Linked DNA regions of Mus musculus: region 1 is linked to region 2. The links are chromatin contacts, called in public capture Hi-C maps. All regions are on one chromosome and are shown on one strand. Each heading gives the region's core, a stretch centred on a gene start, on an enhancer-like site or on the middle of the called end of the contact. The rest is flanking DNA. Distances are from core to core; before and after follow the strand shown. Region 1 overlaps Ythdf2 (YTH N6-methyladenosine RNA binding protein 2). Region 2 overlaps Laptm5 (lysosomal-associated protein transmembrane 5).

Region 1 (4,641 bases), core at 2,141-4,640, 1.3 Mb before region 2:
ATAATGCCTGTTTCTGGTTCTTTATATAGAGAAAACACAGCACTGCTAAACCATTCAGCAGTATTTGTGTGTATGGTGCCAGGTACTGTGCTAATTCCATAGGAACCTCACCCTGTAAAAAGAGGTGGCACCCACTATCCCAGTATGTAAGTGTCTGATCCAGTATATGGCTGATTTAGACAGTATGCCCCAGAGATGTAGGTCCCAAAAATGAAATTCTAGTGGAACTCACAGAGGAATTTGTTTCTTTCCCTAAGGCTTAATTAAAAGGCTTTTCTGCTTTAGAGAGTCTTTACTCTTAAGATGTCCTAATTCTAGAGGGTTAAATGTTCAAAAACTCTATACTAAGAGATTCTGGAAATAAAGCTTAATACTGTGGACAGTGTTACACTGGAATGCAGGGCCGTGCTCACACAGCCAGACTGCTAAGAAAGGCAGCTCAGGGATGCTGGGATATCGCTCAGTCAGCCGGTGTGCCCTGCGCCATCAAGGAAAAGCAGTGTTGGTTTCTAGCATTGTAGCCAGCAAAGGCACGGCAAAGGCTTGTGCATATTTGTTTCTGCCAAGTTTTTTTTTTTTTAAAGGTTTATTTATGCATATGAGCACGCTCTCTTCATGCACACCAGAAGAGAGCATCAGATCCCATTACAGATAGCTAGCTGTGAGCCACCTTGTGGTTTCGGGGAATTGAACTCAGAATCTCTGGAAGAGCAGTCAGTGCTCCTGACCGCTGAGCCACTCTCCAGCCACCTCTGCCAAACTTTTTATTATAAAATATATCTTCAATATTGGAGTTCTCAGTGTTTTTGTTAGTTGGAATATACAAATTTTTTACATTTAATTAAAAAAAATGTATGTGCATCGGTGTTTGGCCTGCATGTATATTTGTGGAACTTGAGTTATGAGCTTGGCAGTTATGAGCTGCCATGTGGGTTCTGGGAATTGAACGCTGGTCCTTTGGAAGAAAGCCAATGCATTCATCCACAGAGCCATCTCTCCAGGTTTAACAGGATTCTCACAGGTCACTTGGTTTAGTAATTTGCCTTTAAGTGGAAAAATATCCAGAGAAAAGCAGGTTTACCTGTGTTTTTTCATACTTTATTTAGGTTGGACATGAGATTATTGAAAAAAAAAATTTTTTATTTTTTTTCAATTTAAAATGTTAGCACCATAGTGACTTAAGCTGTTTCTTCCCGGTCTCCAGATCACACAGCAATTGTCTCATGGCTTTGGGAACAGACCAATAGGAGCAGGAGCCGTAACCTCTGGAATCTTGAGAGGTTCAAGATTGCCGGATGTTGGAAGCATTAAGAATCTTGGATTTGGTCTGTTAGAAAAAATTACAAAAACTCTGTTGGCTTTTTTTTTTTTTTTTTTTTTTTTTTAAATGTTAGACTCAGGATGGAGATGTAGCCCAATTGGTACAGCACTAGTCTAGTGTGCACAGAACCCTGCACTTGATCCCTAACACCACATAAAACAGCATGGCAGCAACACCTGTACACCCAGGACTGGGGCAGTGAGAGTAGGAAGTTGGTCTTGGTTCTGTAGTGAGTTGGGCCAGCCTGGGCCACGTGAGACCCTGGGGAGCAGGTGATGGTGCTTCCTGTCGGGTGACAGTAGTCTAAAAGCTAGTTCAGGGCTGACCTCAGGCAGCAGCAAAATCCTTTCTCCTGCTGACTAGTGTCACGGCGAGTGTCATAACTGCATTGCAGTGCTTACTTTCCGGTGTTGAAATGAGGGGAAACAATCTTACATTGGTGTCAAGAGTTCAGAGGCTATCAAATTCTGAATATTAACAAAATGCATGAATCTCTCGAGTCTATTCACTTTATTTTTAGTTATATTTGATTGCTTTCTACTCCCAGCATGTCCTATTTTTAAAACTTACTTTTCCAAAAATAATAGAACTTTCTTCTATTCACTCAGCTTCCCTTTAAAATGTTAACATTCTGCATAAACATAATAAAGTTACCCAAACCAGTAAATATCCATAAAGCACTACAGCTAATCTACAGACTTAAATTGTGCCTGTTGTCTTTTTTCTGGTTCGGCATACTATCTAGAATCCCACAGTGCATCCTGCTGCCCCTCTATTTTGGAACATTTAGTTCTTTAGTCCTAGCTTTCTCCACAGTGTTGGGGGTTGAACTTGGACCTTACGTGTGTAAAGTATCCCTCCACAGACTTATGTCTCTGACCTTTATTTGAGGTGGTTTGGCTGAAACTGCAGCCTGGCATTGAATTTGTAATCCTGTCATGGCTTCCCCAGTAGCTGGGAGTAGTACACAGATTGGCACCACTCCTGGCTTTACATATTATTTCTCAGATTGACACTTTTAAGAGTGCTAGCCAGCCACAGAATGTCCTATAGGTTGTGTTTACTCACCCAATAGCACTGATATTAGTTTGAGGTTTTTTTTTTTTTTTTTTTTTTTTTTGACAGGAGACTCACAGTTCATTGTCTTTCAGTGTACTGTATCCATTATATGATGCTGTTGATACTACAGTGACAAACCAGGTAGAGTGATGTCTGCCCGACCTCCGTACAGTTTCCCCTTCGTAGTCACTTGCAGGAAGGAAGGTAATGGAGGCTATTCTCTCTGACCCTAATCTCTGCGTCTGTGGATTGCTACTGACTGCAGCAAATACTACTGTGGATTTGGTCAAATGTTAATTCACTACCTCAATTCCTTCATTTACTAATTATAATCAGTAAGAAGGATGTGGCATGTCTCCGCATTTATTCAGGTATATCATTATAGATTAATATCAGTTCTGTAGTTTATATTGTTGGCTGAATTATCCTAGCTATAATCAATAGAAACATAAAGTGACTCCAGAGTTGGGTTTTGTTTTTTTCTAAGACAGGGTTTCTTTGTAGCCCCTGGCAGTCTGGGGATTAGCTCTGTAGACCAGGCTAGCCTCAATCACAGAGAGAGCCACTTTTAATCCCAAGTACTGGGATTAAAGACGGATAACACCATCACTCCTGCCTGGCTAGTTTACACTTTTTTGGGTTTTTGAGACTGGGTTTCTTTGTTCAGCCCTTGCTGTTTTAGAACTCTGTAGACCAGGCTGGCCTCGCCCAGCCTTATTTTTTTCTTTCTTTTTTAAACATGGTGATTGATTTAGGTAGAGAATTAACAACAGAATGGAGACTTAAACGTTTCACTCCCTCCCCTTCCTAACTGTGTGAGGACAGGGTCTTTGAATTGAAGGGTACTTTTATTTGTACTTATTCTAAACTGGGGTTTAGGATTGGTTTTCATCCTAAAAGAAATTTTTTTTTTTACCTTTAGCATGTTGCAAGTTGTGGTTTCCATTCCTCCAGTGGAGAATGGCAGCAGACTAGTTTTCGGTTCCTTCTTGGCGCTTAGAGAGTGTGGGGATTCACTTGGGTTCTTCCAAAAATGCCCTGAAGATGAGGGTGTAGGCCTTAGGCCTCAGATCCGAGGGGTGCATTCCAAGTTTTCCCCTGCCTTGGGAGGTGAATCAACACAGGCAGCTGTGAAGCTCCTTAACCTGAGGCTCAGGAATCGCTGCTGGAGGCCTTGCAGGTGCAAAATGTGCTTTCCTGAAAAGGCTAAGGGGGGGGTGGTGCGTGGTGGTGATGATTCCACCCGCCTGAGTCCGGAGGCTGCTTCTGGAAGACTCTGGAACTCCCACCGTGTTCTGGTGGCTGCCTCGCTGCTGGACCAGTGCTGCACTCTACTGCAGTTCCAGTCCGTTTAACCTGTAGCCAGGACGGTCCTGGGGGCACAACATGGTCTGCTTCTGCGCTTGCGCAGCCTTCCTAGCCAGAAGACACCTTGTTTGGAAGGCAAAGTTGTCTTTTATCCCTTGATTTATTGTATGTGTGGGAGTTGGCTCTTTCCTCCGCCTTGTGAATCCCGGGATTGACCTGAGGACATCGATCTTGGCCGCTTAGTTATGTGAGAATTCTCAATGCTGAAAGTTGGAAAGCCCCACCTGCTGGCCGAGCTGCCCTGTAACCGATCAGCACCCTCAGGAAACCCCCAATTTTGCTTCTCTGTCCGGTGTTGCTGTCAACGGTTTCATTTCTTCCTGTACTGAATCATTCAATTCAGCCTGTTATTTTGCGCACCCTTGCTGCTCCTGCTGGGAACAGGGGGAAAGAAGGAGGAGAAGAACGCACTGAGTTTAGAGACTGGGGAGAGAGTGCTCAATGAGAGCAGAAAGTGGTACAGCTCTGGAACCCAGCTGATTGGAAAATGGAAGCAGGCAGGTCACAAGTTCAAAGGTCAACATGGCAACGTATGGATACATTCACCTCCTAACTCTCAAAATGCAAAAAAGTCCTCAGCGGTAGAACACTTGCCTAGCTTTTCAGCAAGCCAATATTGAATCCCCAGTATTGTGCATGCGCTGTGTTGGCGAGTCGGATTGTATCTTCCTACAAAATCGTCACAGTTGGACTTCCCAGTGTGGCTTCTCTTTTGGTTTTTATTTTTCGCAGCCTCACCTCTCCCGGTGTTCTGCTCCATCCTCACCCCGTTATGATTTCATCATTGTAAAGAAAAATGGCTGCTGAAGGCAGTGATTTTTTTTTTTTTTAATAGAGCTTTAAATTAATTTCAGGACCAGGAACGATCACTTTAATGAATTATTTGATGTGCT
Region 2 (4,754 bases), core at 284-2,783:
TCCAACCTGGGTGAACTTGACACACAAACCCAGCCAGTACACACAGTAAGGCAACCTAAGAGTTAGCACAGCAGGAAGGAGGTATCCTCAGAGCCTACCACCTCGTGTCCCCAAGAGAAGGAAGGGCAACTCCTGAGATTACTGGCCCCACTGTGTGCAGAGACCTGAACACAAGTCTGGTCTACAGTTACCCATAGCTCAGCAAAAAGGACATAATGAGGCTGTCTAGAACCCAGCAAGGGGGACAGAGAGGAAGAAGGCTGCCCTGCTCAGCCATGGCCCTATACCTCAGTAAGCATCCCAGCTCCAGAGAATCAGCTCTTTCAGGGCAGCCATGAAAGGACAGAGGGACAGAAAGGGGGATTTCCAGGCCTAGCCTCCCCCATCACTGATGCTGGGCTCCACCTGGCTGCAGTCCTGAGACTCTCCCAGGCTGCAGGTGTGCGGCCAGCAGTGTCCCTGGGACTGTGCTATCCTCTCTACAGTAGAAACAGATGCTGTTGAGCCTACTGTCCCCACCCCAGCATCCTCTCTCCATATGGCCGACATTTTGTGGCTGTGAGCTCTGCACCCTGAGTTAACCGTTGACCTCTCTGGGCTTTGGAATGAAGATGAACACCTCCTCCAAGGTTCCTGCAGGGTCCCAGGGCTCGCGGGACACAGAGCTGGCTGGTGTACAGCTTGAGCAGGACTGAGCACAAATGTGAAAGAGTGTGAGGGAGACTGGCTGGGGACAGTCATAGTGATGTGAAGAGGAGGTATCAGGCTGCCAGCGACAGCCATGGTGATGGAAAAGGACCACACCATTTTCCTGAAGTCGGCCTGGCATAGGTGACAGGGACAGTGGCGGGTGATTGGAGGAAACACCAGTGGCATGCTGGGAGGCAGGAAGTAACAGCTGTGGTCTCTGTGTTGACAGACACTGACGGCACATGTGGGAACATCGGGTGACAACGATGACGTTCAGATGCAATGGTGATCCCATGAGGGTGATCACAGAGGGCCGAGTCGCTGGCCCCGCTCTGGGTGCAAAGGCAGGAGAGGAAGGGGGAAGTATGGGGTCCTGAGAAGGACAGGAGTCCCTTGCTTCAGAGTCTTCTTGGAGCTTCTCACCAAATAAGCACCAAAAGTTCCCAAACAGTGGGGCTGGAGAGATTCAGAGCCCAATTCCCAGCATCCTCATGGATGCTCACAACTGCATATATCACTCCAGTTCCAGGGGACCCAGTACCCTCTTCTGACCTCTGCAGTTGCACAGACACACACATAGATGAAACACCCCCATACACACACACACACACACACACAAACTAGTAAAAAAAAAAAAAGTTATTTCTAAACAATTGAGAACAACTGCTTAAAGCCATCCTCCTTTTCTGGCTGTAAACCCATTTTCTGGGGCTCTCCCAGGAGCCCCCATTACAGGCAAAGCCATGTTCTAAGCCCCTTGTACAATTGCAACCCTGGCACTTCCTGATTCTGCCTCAGCAATTTAATCCCACCCTACAAGCTACTCATCAAAAGGAGAAAAAGGAAACGGGGCATTTCTTAGCAACCCGTCAAGATGAGCTTGAGAGTCATGCCCGGGCCTGTCCTCACCAACAGCGGGTCCTCGGTGTCACCCACACCCTTCCATCATTGACCCAAAGGGCAGATCAGCCCTGCCCTGTGTCCCACTGGGTGACCTGGGACCTCGAGAATTTGCAAAACTCTAGGCCTTTATGGAAGCTATTAATCCCTCCCTGTGACCAGCTGGCCACGCTGGGGACCCAGGTCAACTCATCTGGGAGGTCACAGAGAGAGACAGAAATGCCATCCGCCAGAGGAAGCTTCCCCCCACCCCACCCCCGCTTCCTGTCACAGTTTATCGGGGTGACTGGGTGGGGTCACTCCCCCAGAGCACTATCTCCTCAGCATACCCCCAGCCTCTATATGCCACCACAACACCCTCATCCTGCCTGCACGCTCCACTGCACCCAGCTGGCTCCCTCCCTGTGCCAGAGTCATCTGAGCTGGCTTTTCCCCAGCTGCTGGTCCCTCCCCACCCCACCTCAACATAATTAACCATCCCTCCCCACTGCCTGGACTCTGTGGGGGCTCAGAGGCCCCGATGTCACAGTGCACACTTGGAATCCCAGCACCTGGGGGGGGGGGGTAAGCAGGAGGATCCTTGGGAACATAGAGAATCCAAGGCCAGCCTATGCTACATGATAAGAACAGAAAAAAAGGGAAAAAAGGAGGGAGGGAGGGAGGGAGGTGGGGTAGAAGGAGGGAGGGAGGGAAAGGAGGGAGGGAGAAGGGGAAGGAGGGACAAAGCAGAGAAATGAAGAAAAACAGGAAAGGAAAAGAGAAAAGAGAGAACCCCAGTATACCCGCAAGAGCCCTGCGTGGCCCGCATCAGTCTACCTAAACAGCTCTGTGCCTCAGTTTCCCCAATATAGAAGAAAGATCAGAATCTTCCCACCTCAGAGTATCACTGTGAGAAGAAAATGAGGAGACATCTATCTACCGCAAAGAATGATGGCCCAGAAAGGTGGGCTGATCCCCATGGAGCGCATGTGTATGAACAAGAAGCACAAGCTACCAGAAGCTGCAGCCAGAGGCCCAGACCTGAAGCCACCCAAGCACCATCTTTCCTCTCTGGGAAGCAGGGGAGGCTCCCACTGCTCCCACTCCACAGCAAAGTGGAGCCTGGGGTGCAGGGCCTAGGGGTGAAGCTCAGGAGTGTGAGGCCGTGAAGACACTGCCCTGGGGAGCTCCAGGGCAGTCAGGACAGTCACCAAGCAGGGCAGTGGCTGTCAGGAGATCTCAGGGGACAGTTACTTGGTGAGAGTTGGACATAATTTGGGAGTGGGCTATCTGTATGTCTGTATGGGTGACTTATGCGTTAACGGTTTATAAAAATTGAAGCCATTAGCGATCCGCTGACACCTGTTGTGTGCCAGGGCTCGGCTCTTATCAAAGATAACTTGGGTCAAGCCAACTGCTGCTCCAGCCTGTAAGGCCGAGAATATAGAGATGCAGCATGCAGGATCTAGGGACCCTAGGGAAGCTCAGGGACACTGGGGCAGCCGGAGGTGGGGGTGCTCAGAGAAGAGTTCTTAGAAGAAGGAAATGTCCCTGGAAAGGTGCTCAGTCATAGCAGATGCCACAAGAGAAAGACAGTGTAAGCCCTCACGGAGGAAATGGAGTCATCCCTCTTATAAACAGGATTGGAAGTCATCCAATCACACAGTAAGCTCCTCCCCACCCCACCCCCAAGTCCCCTGTTAGTGACAGCAGTATGTGGCTGGAGAGCCTGTGGGACAGACTGAGAGCACCGAGATGGGCATGGCTGACAATGGCCCCCCAAGAGCAGTCAGAGCACACACAAAGCCCCCCTCACATACACAGACACCCCTCCCCCACCCCTCCCCCCACAGAGCAGCAGAGCTGAGCATCACTGATGACACTTGACACGGTTTGCCACCAGCGCCTCAGGACATGCTGTCCCCAGAGCACTGGCAGCCAGTTCTAGCCATCTGGAGATCCCCTCCCCAGCAAGGCTGCCCACCAGAAGAGAAGACAGGAGGCAGGTCTGCCCAAAGACCCAGCAGCCAGGAAGGGAAAGGACAGGTCACAGGACAGACAGAATAACAGAGCTGTTCTGGGGAGGTTCACCAAGGAATCTCCCTGTCTTAGCAACCATGAGAAACTGTTCTCTAGGCTCAACCCATGGCCTGGTTGCTCATCATCAACTTCCTGTAAATCCACCCCAAGCAATTCCTCACACCCACCACTTCCTATTTATCTTGTTAACTGATGTTACCAGAAAAATAAAATAAAATAAAAACCTATACCTCCTTAAAACACTAAACATGATGCATCGAACTACAAGTCGGATGGATTAGAGCCGATGATTGTGGAGGGTTGGAATGTTGCAGGTCCAAAGTCAGCTTATGGGAGGCTGTTTTCAGCCCCTAAACGGACATTTATCAAAGACACGGGAGCACATCTTTAACCTTACAGCTTTGTGACTATTGGATAAACCCTTCCAGAATGTGCTAACTGACCCAAGCCTCCACCAACCCAAAGACTAAAAATGTCCCAGATAAGCATCCGAGGCCACATGACAGACACTTGTCTGTTTGGCTGTAATGTGGTGTTTCCACCAGCACGTTTAAAAAAATCTGTTGGCTTGAGTCTTTCTTTGTTCCGTTTCTGTAAAATAAAAGATGTCAGGGACCTGACAGTGTGTTAAGACCTTCAGAGGCAGGGACTGTTTGCTCTTCAACAACCATTTTCAGAGCAGAAACCCACAATAATAGCACTGGGTGTTAATGAGAGCTGTAATTATTAGGCACCTACTGCATGCTAAGTCCTCCCCTGAATGCTGACATGCCCTTTCCCACACCCTCCCGAGCCTCAGCTCTCTGAGGCAGGCTCTATCAGGAGCCCCACTTTCCCCATGGTGCAGGTGATGCTGAAATTGAATCTTGACATGTGTGCCCTACATCTAAGAATATGGCTGCTGGGTGCGACAGCTCCAGGCTGGCTACCAGGAACATCACTATGCCCCAGCTTCTGTCTGGATCAGGAACCCAGGCTTTTTGTTCCTTATCACAAACCAGTTGGCCTGTCCCCTTGGCAGCCCCGCTTGGCTTCCCTGTGCCTCAGTTTCCTCTTCTACAGAATTGAGAATGTAGAAGCAGCTGCTGTGGGGGTGGGGTGGGGCTCTCACTTGACACGCTGACTCCCCGGGCACCTGGAGGAAC

What was found. Capture Hi-C pulls out chosen DNA fragments and counts their contacts.
Region 1: a capture Hi-C map of embryonic stem cells shows a contact between it and region 2, with 3 times the contacts expected there. The contact joins two enhancer-like sites. A contact is called at or near these places in 4 of 39 promoter capture datasets (the 3T3-L1 cell line, the HPC-7 cell line, hippocampal neurons and 1 more), 1 of 115 datasets of contacts at active chromatin or transcription factors (large pre-B cells) and 1 of 9 other capture datasets (embryonic stem cells).

The regions. Positions count from the first base shown.
Region 1 is chr4:132,181,135-132,185,775 of GRCm38.p6, reverse strand. Ythdf2 (YTH N6-methyladenosine RNA binding protein 2) reads left to right here. Exons shown (of 5, transcript NM_145393.4): 5 at 1-860. Among named protein-coding and RNA genes, the nearest start is that of Ythdf2, 29 kb to the left of the region's middle. Within about 2 kb of position 3,390, at least 25 of the 459 cell types and tissues checked have an H3K27ac peak or open chromatin away from gene starts, as enhancers often do. A contact at or near this core is called in embryonic stem cells, where this site is marked.
Region 2 is chr4:130,918,345-130,923,098 of GRCm38.p6, reverse strand. The region is part of intron 1 of Laptm5 (lysosomal-associated protein transmembrane 5); the gene reads right to left. Among named protein-coding and RNA genes, the nearest start is that of Gm38599, 6.8 kb to the right of the region's middle. Within about 2 kb of position 1,533, at least 98 of the 459 cell types and tissues checked have an H3K27ac peak or open chromatin away from gene starts, as enhancers often do. A contact at or near this core is called in embryonic stem cells, where this site is marked.